Linked DNA regions of Danio rerio: region 1 is linked to region 2. The links are chromatin contacts, called in public HiCAR-type maps. All regions are on one chromosome and are shown on one strand. Each heading gives the region's core, a stretch centred on a gene start, on an enhancer-like site or on the middle of the called end of the contact. The rest is flanking DNA. Distances are from core to core; before and after follow the strand shown. Region 1 holds the start of LOC101882898. Region 2 holds the start of sgf29 (SAGA complex associated factor 29).

Evidence for each region. HiCAR-type assays count read pairs that join an accessible place to other places.
Region 1: a contact with region 2 is called in a HiCAR-type map of caudal fin, with 6 times the contacts expected there. The contact joins the promoter of LOC101882898 here to the promoter of sgf29 in region 2. A contact is called at or near these places in 3 of 18 Hi-C or Micro-C datasets (caudal fin, hematopoietic stem cells and an unstated tissue) and 1 of 4 datasets of contacts at active chromatin or transcription factors (caudal fin).

What each region holds. Positions count from the first base shown.
Region 1 is chr3:14,289,146-14,293,021 of GRCz12tu, forward strand. LOC101882898 reads right to left here and starts at 1,806. Exons shown (of 2, transcript XM_021471374.2): 1 at 1,507-1,806. The coding sequence starts at 1,690. The region is part of intron 11 of doc2a (double C2-like domains, alpha); the gene reads left to right. The region is part of intron 1 of LOC137490042 (a long non-coding RNA gene); the gene reads right to left. si:dkey-93n13.2 reads right to left here. Exons shown (of 3, transcript XM_021471375.3): 3 at 3,467-3,876.
Region 2 is chr3:14,153,631-14,157,610 of GRCz12tu, forward strand. It overlaps sgf29 (SAGA complex associated factor 29), which reads right to left and starts at 1,389. Exons shown (of 10, transcript NM_001005986.1): 1 at 1,230-1,389; 2 at 849-928. The region is part of intron 1 of doc2a (double C2-like domains, alpha); the gene reads left to right. All of the region lies in intron 1 of LOC137490042 (a long non-coding RNA gene), which reads right to left.

The DNA of each region.
Region 1 (3,876 bases), core at 556-3,055, 140 kb after region 2:
TCAACCTCAATAACTGCTCTTACAACAAAAAACAGAATCAACATTCACATATAATTCTTTCTAGAAAAAATAGTAGTAGTTAATAACCTCCTGAGGAATAAAAAGCAATAGAAATGGTTTAAGGACATATTGCATCAGAACAAATTAATAAGAGTCATATTGCACAAATAAAAGTCTTGTCATCAGTGCATTGTTTTTATGTTATAGGTGGCTGATTCTTTTTTCTGTGCCAACAAAAAAAAATCTGTAGTAACTTATAGTATTATTGTGATATTAAACCATACTATAGTAAAGCGCTTTCATTAAAAGTGCTTTTCTATTAACTTTCATTAAGGCTGTTCTATAGTTCCTGTGGTAATACAACAAATTACCCAATACTGTACTACTAAATATACTATACCATATATAATATACTACTATATATAATATACTATATATACTATACTACTACGTAATATACCACATATACTATACTACTATATATAATAAACCATATACTATACTACTATATATAACACTATACTACTATATATAATATACCATACACTATACTACCACATAATATACCATATATGCTATACTACCAAATAATAATATACCATATATACTATACTACTATATATATAATATACTATATATTATGCTACAATAACGCACATCAAAGTTTACAGTAGTAAAAACTTATATCACAGTAAATATTACAGTTCAACAATTCTACATAGTTAATACTACTTTATTATTTTACACTAAAACTATTTTACAGTTGGCATGCTAAAAATATAAATAATAATACACTATACTATAGTAAACTTAAAACTTCAAAGCCACGGTGGTATTTACACTATAACAATTGTATTTATGTGGGTAACCGTCGTGTATATCGATGGATAACCATGATTGAGGTAAAGTTGGGTTTATTTTCACATGTTAGTTCATTTTAACGGTTTCTACCGTTATATTGTTGACCACCCTAGTTGCTTTAAATATTTGGTCTGAAATCGCATGCAATTATGACTTCAAAACAACATTAGTACTGTTTAATTGAATGTTAACAATGTTGTAACGTTACTTTGAACGTCATTGACTGCTAATATGAATGTACTGTTTACAACTTTCAAATAATACTTCTCTGATATTATTTTATTGTGGAGAAAGTCCGAATGTATATAAACAACTTGACCTCAATGCAACCAAATAGTCTTTGATGTACGCTAAATATGGTGTGTGAGTGGAAACTGGTTTAACTGACTGTGAACAATGTTGTAAGATTACTTTGAACGTCATTGGCTGCTAATACGATTTCCCTATTTAGAATTTTCACATAATATTTTAATGAAAGTATATTATTATGGAGAAAGTCCGACTATATATAAGCAACTTTACCTCAATGTTACCACCATTGTGTGTGAGCGGAAACTATGGTTTCCATGGTAATGTGAGAAAAGTAAATAAACCGCAGTCTATGGCAGAAATGCATTATATTCTACAAAAAAGACGATGATGTACCAGTCGACTCGACGATTTTCTCGATCTCTTTGAGTCTCCGTCTCAGATACTCGTTGTCCTTTTGCACGCTGTCCAGCTCTTTCTCATACTGCAGGACAGTCCCGCCGATCATGTCCATGATTTCATTCAGCGCCGCCATTAGGCGCTCCGTCAGAAACGTGTTGATGACCTCCAGCTTTGTCATTTTGCTGACGGTTTGAAGAGGTTTTTTTTTTTAATTACCACTATTTTATTTTCGGCGTACAGTAAGGCACAATGTAAACACTCTTCTCTACGGTCATATGACCACGTATATGTTCCTCTTTAACCACAGAAACAAACCGACTTGAGCTGTGATTCAGCGCCAGCCACAGGAGAGGAGTAGTAAGTACAGAAAATATCGTTTTTACTTCATGATAACGCTGTATGGGATAGTTAATTTAAAAATGAAGATTTACTTATCCTAAAGTGTTTATGATCCGAGTTTTTTTTTCTTCTATTGAACACAAAAGATATTTTGAAGAAAGCTGAAAAACTTATCAACATCTATGTAGTAGGGAAAACAAATACCACGAAAGTCAACGGTTCCAGATTTCCAGAAAAAAAGCAAGAGAAACAGGTTTTGAAGAAGTGAGAGTAAATGTTGACAGAATTTTCTTCTTGTTTTGGTGAACTATCCTCTTAATAACATTGCAAGGAAGGCAGTGGATAAAGGTTACCAATACTTTCCTGTAACCATAATTTTGGTCAAGATACAATATAACGTTACTTAACATTACCACAGATGCCATAATAAGCACAAAATCATAAATAAATTATCCATAATTTGTTTCTATCTGTTTAAAGGCATATTGTTCTCACTAATTACTCTCCATCAAGTAGTCCCAAATTAAGTTTCTTTCTTCTGTTGAACAAGAACAAGATATTTTGAAGAATGTTAGAATCCAGTAAACATTGACATCCATAGTAGGAAGAACATATACTATGGAAGTCAGTTTTGAACAAGGGTGAGTAAATGATTATTTGCTGACCACAGTGGATATTTTGTTTTATAAACAATGGTTAAAATCTTCATTTCCAAGGTTTGTTAAACTGCCTGAATGACTTATGAAAATATACGAAGGCCCATTTCTGCCTCATTATTATTATTCTGAGTCACTATGATGAGATACATTCTCATATCTCAGTGTGAAATTTTCTTGTTATAAATAATAGATTAGGATAGTTTGAGACACTTTCTTGTAACTCCTATGACGTGGTTATTTGCCGTTATCTCTGAGTCATATATGACTTTTTCAGTATGACTATGATTGTAAGAAAGTCTTATTTTGATAAACCAAGTCATATCCATTTATTATGAGAAACGATGTCATGTTGACAAAGTTTCTCTTAATAATGGATTAGGTTTCCATAATAAGAAATTATGACAAAATTTCCTCTTTATTATGAGAAACAATCTCAAGGTCTGTGGTTATTATTGAAATCCTATCCCTTATCATGAGAAGGTGACTCATTATTATGGGTAACTATTGTCAGAAACAAGCCATTGTTTCAAGAAAGCATCTTCTTCTCATGAAATGCTGATTACGATGGTGTTATTTGATCATGGATTGATTATTAGTTATTATTCTGCAAGTCATAATATTAGGAAATTATTACTAGCATTGCACAAATAATTATTACAAGGTAATCTCTTGCTAGGCTCTGGCTTTTTTAACTCACAAATAAACTTGTTTGACTATTTCTTCATTGATGGCACAGTTCCCAAAGGCATAATGATTTTTATACTGTACAAACTGTATATTTTCTGACTCTGAAAGTCATAGCTACAATAAATTATTAGCATGTCATAAGTTATTAGGAAAATGTTTCTCATTATCATGACCTACTACACAGTACAATGCTTGTGGTTTATTTACTCATAAATAAAGCTCTTTTATTCACATTTAGGTCTATAAATACAAGACTAAAACAACAAAAATGTTCTCAATGTTTACATTTTTATTTAAAAAATGTCATATAAAAGGGCAAAATCCCAAATTTCGAAGCTTTTAGAGGGGTGGTAAACACTGTAAAGTATCTGTAATCTCTTTTATTACAGATTTATTTACTATTAATCATGCCCCAAATTTGACAATGTAATATTGTTTTTTAAACAAAACAATGCTGAAATCAACATCCAACCACCAGTTACAGCACTTATAGACTAATACTGTAGCCCCTTTCACACAGTAATAATGGTAAATTACTGTATAAATTATTGTAACAACTTTACCAGTAAATTGTAAAAATGTGCAAAACTCCAAGTGTGTTTGCGGACTGCAAGATGGGGGCAGAACATGAAGGGGGTAACTTGTAGTAAGTTAGAGGCGTAACTCACAGTTTTCAAGA
Region 2 (3,980 bases), core at 139-2,638:
AAGAAATATTAATAAAAAATGAATTAATAAAATTAAAATAAGATTAAAATATTTTAAAAAGAAAAACTGGAATAACGGGATTCAAAGAATAATAATTATACACGAATTAAAACAAAAATGATTCAATTTAGATTCAAAGGAGTAATCTCCGATTTCATAAAAAAACAAAAACAAAAAACTGCGATTAAATGCAATAAAAAAATACAAATTAGATTACTAGGAATACATTTTTATTTTAAACAAGTAAATTAAATAAATGCATAAATGCTGTACTACAAGTTGGAGATTTTAGCCTATAGCCTATATAATGTAACTTAACAAAACTTAACAAAAATAAATGCTTACCAAATACTATTTTATTTTACTCCAAACAAAACTAATTTTAACATTGTATTTTCTAGATATTTTTTATTAATAATACAATATTAATTACATATCAAATAGATTATGGAAGTCCTTTGCACAGGAGTGAACAGATTTAGGGACCATGCATCTAAAATATTGAAAACCTGTCATCATAAATTAAGGTAAAGTTGGTTTTATATTGGCACATTGGTTCAGTGACAAGCTCCCTATATTGTTTACCATGGTAATTTTGAATTTCAGTCGAAAATCACATGCAAGTATGACTTGAAAACAACATTAGCATAATTTATTTGATTGTGAACAATGTTATACTTAGACAGTCATTGGCTGCTAATATGCCAACTTTACCTCCAATTCATCTAAATGTTTCACAGATGTTAGAAATTATTCACTGAACCATCAATATAAACATAGCAACTCTATTTTTGGAGTAAAGTGATTGTTTTATAAAGCCATATACTACAGTGCTGGTGCAAACTCACCTGGGTTTGCTTTATGAGCTGATGCAACTCATTTAGCAACTCAGCGATTTTGGTGTCTGCTGACACTAAAGCCATTATACCTGTAAAAAAGTAATTTTGATTTAATTATAATAAATAAGACTGGAATTAAAGCAACCCTCGAGAAGATAAACATATAGCTTTTGACTATACTTTTGTTGCTAAACATGGACGTGTATACACTCCATAAAATCTGAACAACACTTAACACATTAAACAAAAACGGAGCACTTCGATAATGCTAGTAATAACAAAGCATTTAGCTGTACGTGTTATTTGTGTAGCTGATATGCACATGCATAACAGACCTCAGATCACGCCCTCCGCGCGCACGCAGATTAGCAAGAAAAGCGCCAATCTCACCTTCCAACACACGACTGCGAGATTCTCTCCAGATTCACCTTGTGTATTAGTACACGAACTACAATCGAAAAGCATTAATTTATTAAAGATTAACGAATTTTAAGCGTTTGTTTACGCTTTCCGATATTTTGTTAGCTTACTAGCTAGGCCTCGTACGGACACAGTGAAGGGACACATGGAGTGTTTTTTTCAAACGCCCTATTGAGAAAGAAGCTTAGGAGAGCATCAGGCTTCAGAGCAGAGATGCCCAAAATAGGGCCTTAAATTTGGCTCACCATCCCATCTGAGAAGAGAGGGAGAATGATGAGGATGATTTATAGATTGTTATTATAATTTAATGTACCATTGTATGTGTTACAAAAAAGCTATCTGAAATTAAATGCTCAATTTAAATGGTTTAAGTTTATCGTATTTAGTTTAAAATGTACACACTGTCACCCGACGGATAGACAACAATGCAGAGGCTTTGGTGAGTGAATCAAAGCAAGGGCAGATTCTGCTTGACTAGTGCATACAGCACTGAACTACACTGTTATAAATGTGATTTGTTTTTATTGCAATACGTTAAAGTTATACTGCATTAGTTAATTCGATTCAAATTAATGTTTTTTATTTATAAATATTCTGGAAGTAATTAGAAAATTACACATGGCAACTTAATAGTTGGGTATATTTGTTTTCGACCCATGGCTATCAATGATATTTGGATTTTGGCCCTTTACACGAAAAGGTTTGTGCACCCCTGCTTTAGATGGATAAATTACATCTAGTGGATACATGTGTTAATAAATGATGCAAACGTTTATAAAATTTATATCTCTAAATGTTACCTTAAAAATAGCCAGTGTTATAACATTAGGGCACGAAACATAATCAGACGATAATGAACCATAAAAATACAGGGTCATTATGAGTTATCTTCATTATTATCATCTACATCAGCACATTAACCCACATGCTGGGTTACCCGGTGCAGAACTTTTAGTGGTTATTATACATTGATGTCAGATTATTTTATTATAGCAATTGTGCATCTGGGGCGACACGGTGATTCAGTGGTTAGCACTTGCTTCAAGTCCTGACTGGGTCAATTGGCATTTCTGTGAGGAGTTTGCATGTTCTCCCCGTGTTGGCGTCGTTTTCCTCCGGATGCTCCAGTTTCCCCCACAGTACAAAGACATGCGCTAAAGCTTAATTAAATAAACTAAATTGGCCGTAGTCAGGGATGGGCAGATGTAACCCGGATAACCCAGGTTACTAGTGGGTAATACACAGCAATAGAAAAAATATAAATATCCTTAGAAATATGAAAAAACATTGGCAGAATACTCGATTAAATAATATATACTACATTTATTTATTTACAATATATAAATAATTTATAATACAGCACTCAAGGGAGTAGTGCTTTAGAATGACATCGTCGTGCCTTACTGCCTTACACTGTAGCAGCAGATCAGCTTTACAAACAATAACAAATCTCTCTTGTCTGTTAGCTTGTGTTTACCGTTGCTATGGTGATTCAGTGTTCGCAAGGGAATGCAGAGATGTAAGTTGTTATATTAATAACAGTAGAAAACTATTAGATTTATATCTTTTAATGTTTTAAATGCGTATTAACTGTGAAAAATGACCATTAATATGATGCTGAAATGATTTCTATCATATATTTTTAATGAAGGATTGAGAGAAAAAACAAGATTTGTATCTGAGAGTGAAATCTGCACACGAGTGCCACCTGGAGTTTTCCTGGTTTTTCGCTTTCATTTTGAATTATTTCCTTGGTGAGTTCGTGGTTTTTTTTATTGTTTTTATTTTAACATGATTTAAAGTAGTGTCAAAATGTGGTATTTGAGGAACGTTATGATCAGTGTGTGTATATGTTGAGTAAATGTGCATATGAAGCGTGTATATATGAAATTTATTGTTAAAGACATTCTATTAATTGATGTTTGCCTTGTGTTTTGCAAGGCTGGTTTTTTTTTGTGTGAGTCGAAGCAACTGTGACGAGTCCCTGGTTTACACTGGACTCGAAACTTCTGTATGGCGAACCACCCACGGAACCGATTCACCTACTAGACTGTGTGTTTGAGCTATTGGACTGGTAGGAGAGTTCTTTTGTTTTTGTTTGAAGAAACGAGACTTGGACATCGCGATCCTCCTGTCTTCTTCTTTCTTTTCCTTGAATTCTCAACGGAAAAACACGAGCTGTGGAGCTGAACTGAGAGAATCAGCAGTTCTCTTGAACGGAATCTTTTATTATTGAACTGTGTACGGAAAAAAGCAAAACAAATCTTTTGAACAGCGAAACGATTGATTTGAACAGTGAAACGATTCTTTTACACAGTGCGACGATCTTTTGAACCGTGGGGCGATTCTTTTGAACAGTGGAGCGATTCTTTTGAACAGTTGAGCAATTCTTTTGAACGGTAAACAGTAAACGATTCACTTGAACAGTGTAATGATTTATAGTTGAAAGTGTGAATATTGTATTCCACCCTGTATTTTGAGTTGAATTGAGTCATTTATTTTTGATTCGTTTCTTTATTTTCCTTTTTTGATTACAGTTGAGTCTGCCAAGTATTTTTATTACAAGTTATTGCTTTCTTTACGTTGTTTTATACAAAAAGTAACAGTGTTGTAGTTTTTCCAAGATATTTATTCATTTTCATTTTGTTTCAAGTGTTGGAAACTTCCAGATTGTCTTGATCACAACTTTGTTTAAACTGTATATTGACTTCAAGTTCATCT